2 separate regions of the Mus musculus genome follow, and region 1 is linked to region 2. Evidence: chromatin contacts called from public Hi-C data. All regions are on one chromosome and are shown on one strand. Each heading gives the region's core, a stretch centred on a gene start, on an enhancer-like site or on the middle of the called end of the contact. The rest is flanking DNA. Distances are from core to core; before and after follow the strand shown.

The links. A called contact is a pair of places that touch in the nucleus more often than the background predicts.
Region 1: a Hi-C map of CD8 T cells shows a contact between it and region 2, with 5 times the contacts expected there. The contact joins two enhancer-like sites. A contact is called at or near these places in 1 of 484 Hi-C or Micro-C datasets (CD8 T cells) and 3 of 115 datasets of contacts at active chromatin or transcription factors (acute myeloid leukemia, cardiomyocytes and large pre-B cells).

Annotation. Positions count from the first base shown.
Region 1 is chr7:75,599,060-75,601,765 of GRCm38.p6, forward strand. The region is part of intron 5 of Akap13 (A kinase (PRKA) anchor protein 13); the gene reads left to right. Among named protein-coding and RNA genes, the nearest start is that of Akap13, 140 kb to the left of the region's middle. Within about 2 kb of position 1,457, at least 50 of the 459 cell types and tissues checked have an H3K27ac peak or open chromatin away from gene starts, as enhancers often do. A contact at or near this core is called in CD8 T cells, where this site is marked.
Region 2 is chr7:73,593,984-73,596,830 of GRCm38.p6, forward strand. All of the region lies in intron 2 of Gm30149 (a long non-coding RNA gene), which reads right to left. Among named protein-coding and RNA genes, the nearest start is that of Gm39036, 7.3 kb to the right of the region's middle. Within about 2 kb of position 1,373, at least 294 of the 459 cell types and tissues checked have an H3K27ac peak or open chromatin away from gene starts, as enhancers often do. A contact at or near this core is called in CD8 T cells, where this site is marked.

The sequences.
Region 1 (2,706 bases), core at 207-2,706, 2.0 Mb after region 2:
CAGTCTCTGGGTGGACTTTCCTTCAGATTGCTCCACTCTTTGTCCCTGTATTTCCTTTTGACAGGAGGAATTCTGAATTACTATTTTTGAGTTGGGTGGGTGGCCCCATCCCTCAACCTGGGGAGCCATGCCTAGCCACTGGATATGGTCTCTACAGGTTCTATCTTGCTTTTGTTGGGTATTTCAGCTAATGTCCTCTCTGTTGGGTTCTGGGAACCCCTTGGATCTCTGGCCTCTGAAACTTTCTAGTGACTACCCCCAGTTTCCTCTCCCCCACTGACACACCTTCCTTCAAATTCCTGACCCTTTGTACTTCTCTCTCATCTTCTCCATATCTCAACCGTCCCACCTCCCCCCCCCCTTCTCTGATCCCACTCTCCTTCTACCTCCTGAGATTATTTTCTTCCCCCTTCTGAGTAGGACTGTAGCATCCAAACTGTGGTGTGGTCTTCCTTCAAATGGTCTGTGAGTTGTATTGTGCGGATTCTGAGGTTTGGGGTTTTTTTTGTTGTTGTTGTTTTGTTTTGTTTTTTGATTTTTGGCTAATATCCACTTATCAGTGAATGTATACCTGAGATTCCACCTCACACCAGTCAGAATGGCTAAGATCAAAATCTCAGGTGACAGCAGATGCTGGCGAGGATGTGGAGAAAGAGGAACACTCCTCCATTGCTGGTGGGATTGCAAGCTGATACAAACACTCTGGATATCAGTCTGGTGGTTCCTCAGAAAATTGGATAGTTCTACTTGAGGACCCAGCTTATACCACTCCTGGGCATATACCCAAAAGATGCTCCACTATATAACAAGGACACATGCTCCACTATGTTAATAGCACCCTTCATTATAATGGCCAGAAGCTGGAAACAACACAAATGTCCCTCAACAGAGGAATGGATACAGAAAATGTAGTACATTTACACAATGGAGTACTACTCAGCTATTAAAAACAATGACTTCATGAAATTCACAGGCAAATGGATGGATCTAGAAAATATCGCCCTGAGTGAGGTAACTCAGTCACAAAAGAACACACATGGTATGCTATAATCTCAGCATTAGACAAACGAAAATAGAAAGATTATGAGTTCTGGCCCAGCCTGAGGGTCATATTGTAATCTAAGAACAATGGGGTAAATTGCATTTAGAAAACCTTGTATTTATTACAGTTTATCTCCATCTTTTACTAGCAACCCAATAATCTTTTAAGTAAATTTCTCCCATTGGGTTGTTAGTGTCTTCAGGTGTCTTATACTGCTCCTGGTTTTTAAATCATGAGTACTTAACACATTGGGCCATTTGAAGAATTTTTTTTTAAGGTTATCTGTCTACCCACTCCAGAAGCAAAGCAATTCTTACTTTTTTTTTTCCTTTGTAGTAGAATCTTAACAAATACCTGAGCACCTGTAGTGTGCCAAGGGAGTGTCTAGTAAACAGTGGAAACATGTTGTTCAGAAGACACATGTCCTTTGTGCCCAGGTGAGGTTAAAGATGAGTAACTAAACCACAGTAGTCATGCTGCGCTCAGAAGAATGTTTTCCAGAGCCATGTTAGAAACCGCACACAGTTTGGTGCTCGTGAAAATGTTTGAAAACAATATAAATTACCGTTGACAAGAAGTTTGAAAGTTTGAAGGCTTTTTCAGGATCTGTTTGAATATGACAATTTAAGACAGTTACTACTGTCTAATGTAGTCATAAAATGATGTCTGTACTGCATAAATGCCAGTTGATAATAAAATACCTTTTGCTTTCATCATAGTGGGAGTTTTCTCACCATGATCTAGAAAGGGAGTTGAGGAGGAGGAAGTGGCGGAGATCTCTGTAGAGCTTTCTGTACTATTAAGTTCCTTTATCTGCAGGTCTCCATTTCACTCGGTTTTTTAAAAAAGATCTTTACCAGGACATCCTGATTCACCAACTAAAAGAAACAAAATTTCTGTAGTGTGTGTGTAGGTAGGCTTTTGTGTCCTGCCAGACTTGGTTTAGTTACAATAAAATCATTGCATGTAGCTTTAAAAGTAAACTTTAGGTAACCAGGCACAAGTTAAGGCTAAGAGACAACTTAATCACTAATGGTAGCTATAGGAAAGGTTCTACTTAAAACCATGCAGAGTGGATCCTCTGCAGATGCAAAGCACACTAAACAAAGAATGTAACTTTGAAATGAAAAATGAGGTGATTTTATATATAAAGAAGGTCCATGTTTTGAGAATGGTAGGATGTGTGGGCAGACCTTGGTAAAGGCGGGGGGTTGGGGGGAGTAATAGGCAACACAAGCTATACCTTCCCTGTGCTTAGCCCTTGATGTTCATTTTATCCATTTCTTGAAATAGTGATTGAACTGTCATATCCCTATGTACAGATTATAGAAGTAAGTTCCAGAAAAATTAGGACACTTTATGGTATATAAGCAAGAAATTCAATACTTGGATTTAAATCCAGAAATCTCAGCTCTGTTCATTATACGTTGTATCTGAATGACAAAAAAAGGACACAATACCTAGGATCAGCGCTTCCAAGAAGTGCATCCAAAAACATAAGACGCTCCTTGACTTGAAATGTGTGACAAAATATATATAGTGAGAATATGACAGTAGGTGATACACTGCATGCTTTATCTCTGTTCATCTTAAACCCTTAAATCCCTCCATACAGCCCAAAACCCATGTGCAGGGTGCATTGCCTGGGTGGATCTTGTGAGGAG
Region 2 (2,847 bases), core at 123-2,622:
GTCTCCAAGAGTAAGAAAACCTTGGACCACCCCACCCCAGCCCTACCCACCTTAGAGAAGAAGAGAGGACCCCAGCTGCTGTTGTCCCTAACTCAACCCCTCACACAATTTCCCCACACAATTTTCATCTCAGACTACCCCACCCCCACCCCGCCGCTGCTGGAAGTAGGGGACTACTTTAAGGAGCCTCTCTTAAATATCATCTATAAAGTTCACTGCACCTGGGGGGTGGGGTGGGGGGCTAACTTTGAATACAGCAGATTGCTCTCTATAATGTGGGTGGGTCTCATCCAAATTGTCAAAGAATTTTTTCTCATTCCCCGCACAGACCCTGAACCCCAGGGAAGAGGGAAGTTTTGAAATTCAGCTGTGGCCTTCTGATCTGAACTTGACTCCCCGCCCACCCCCCCACCCCCCCACCCCCCCCACCCCCGGTCTCCAGCGTGTTAGTTTACCCCCACAGTTTTGCATTTCTTGGACAATTTCTTGAAAACCAATCTCTGTAAAAATTTGAGCATTCTTTTGTTTTTCTGGAGATCCATTACTGGTCTAACCCTAGTTTACTAGTATGACCCAAACAACGAGATTCTAGAAGTTGAGATTCTAGAAGTTCCTGCTTTACATCTTAATCATAGTATCTCCAGAGACAGCATGTGCTAGCTGCCTGGAAAACCCTTCTGCAGGGTGGCCGACATCAGCCTAAGCCGTTAACCTCTAGGGAGTCATCTGTCAAAAAAGCTGCGCTCAACAGCGCAGAAATAAGCCTTTCAATTAGCGGAAAACGCCAGTCGGCTCAAGTGACAAGGGACTCTATCAGCTGATAAAACTTAATTATGCTTCTAACTACATAAATTAGTTCAAGTAAATACGTTCGAAAATACTCGATTTCCATCTTGAACCTAAAGAGGATTAATTGCAAGAAAGAAAAATTACTAGTGAGTTAAGAAAAAAAATAATTTCTTCACTGGGTCTCCCACAAAGATTAGTGCTTTGAGCGGTTATTTCATTTGCCAGTTCTGCAGGAAAATTACTATTTCCTTAATCAACACATCAGAAATTTCTGCACTTCCAGAATAAGAGGAAGAAAATCTACTGGGATTGGGGGGCGGGGAGGGGGCGGGAAATGGCCTAAGTCTCCCCAATATTCCCTACCATGGACACAAAAACACTAGGGGCTTAAGCGTTTCCCCAGCTGCGCTCAACTAAATATATCTTGGGCGGTGTTTTCATTTCTTCACTCCTCTCTTGAGCCAATCGGAAGACTAATAGCTCGGAGCCCCCTGGGAGGGCATGCGGACGTACCGCCTGCTTACAGGGCTCCTCCTGCTCTGACCAGGACGTCTGCAGGCTGGAAGCCCAGGCTGCGTGCGCACTGCGGCTCTGCCGAGTAGGGGCCTGCAGGGGTTAAAGTGGCTGCAGAGCTCATTCGTACGCCACCTGGGCCTCGGCATCAGTGACTCATTGTTTCCGCAGAGCCGGCCCAACTCTGCGTTATGGTGTCTGTAACCCAGGCAAAAGGGGGGGGGGTGTTCCTCCTTTCTACATAACGTTTTCTAAAGCTTAGTATAAAAGCAAAGAGGTAGAGTCTTTCTTCCGCGGCAACTGTAGCCAAGGTTATTTGCTCCCTTTGAGTTGAACAGTAGGGTACAAAGGTTTAAATCTACTGTCTACAAATGAAAAGGGCCAGAAGCCAGTGTTCCCTTAGTTGATGGCTGGGATGTGATTATAGAAAAGGAAGCAAGCATAGTGGATTTTAGTGACATTACCTACAATTCGTATAAATAAACAAGTTGGCCAATAAATTTGCTATGTCTAAATATAAGATCTGTACCAAATATGGATTTTCTTCATCTCCATTTCTTTGATTTGTGTGTGTGTGTGTGTGTGTGTGTGTGTGTGTGTGCCCCACGGTGTCCTTATAGAGATCAGAGGACAGCTTTTGGAAGTCAAGTTTCTCCGTCTACCTTGTGAGTTTCAGAAATAGAAACCAGATGGTCCAGCCTGTCTGCAGGGACCTACTCCTGCCCGTCCATCTCGGAGGCTCTGCGTTCCTGGTTTTGACGGAGCATGTTGTCACTAACCTCCAAAGCCAACCTTCCTTGCTCCGGCCTAGTTTCATGCTATTTGGGACAAGAGAGACGCAGGAGCTCAGGGAATGGAGTATCTTCGCCTGGCTAAGCACACCTCAGCTCCAAAGGTTTCTGGCACAACTTTGAAGACATTTTGCTATCTTTCTGTAGACTCTGCAGAGATACTGCCTCTACAGAGCAGAGTAATGTGTACATTCTCAAATCTTCTTATTTGGCCTCATTCTATTTATCTGCATTTTCAGTGTTTAAAAATAAAATGAGGAAGAGGAGGGAGAAGAGGAGGAAGAAGAGAAGGAGGGGACAGGGCATGCAGCTCAGGGGTAGAGCACTTGCCTAATATTTACAAGACTGGATTCTACCTCAATACTGGTAACACAGCAAACAGATGAAAAATATTCAAATGGAAAAGAGAAATAAATTCAGGGTGGTGGGGATGAGGTTCAATTAGGAGAGTGCTTTCTTAGTACACAAGAAGCCCTGGGTGGGATTCCCCCAGCACCTCTTACAGGAAGGACCTAGGGCATGACTGCAGTCTTAGCATGTGTGAAGTAGGAGCAGGAGGATTCAGGCTAAGGTCAGCCTCTGCTACAAAGGGAAGTCCAGGCCAGCCTCAAAGGACAAGAAGAAAACAAATGAGAAGAGAGAAGGAGGAGTAAGAGGAGGAGAAGGGAAGAAGGAGGGGAGGAAGGACAGGGGAAGGAAGAGGAGGAACGGGGAGAAAGGGAAGGAAGACAGGACGAGTCCTGTGTAGATCTGG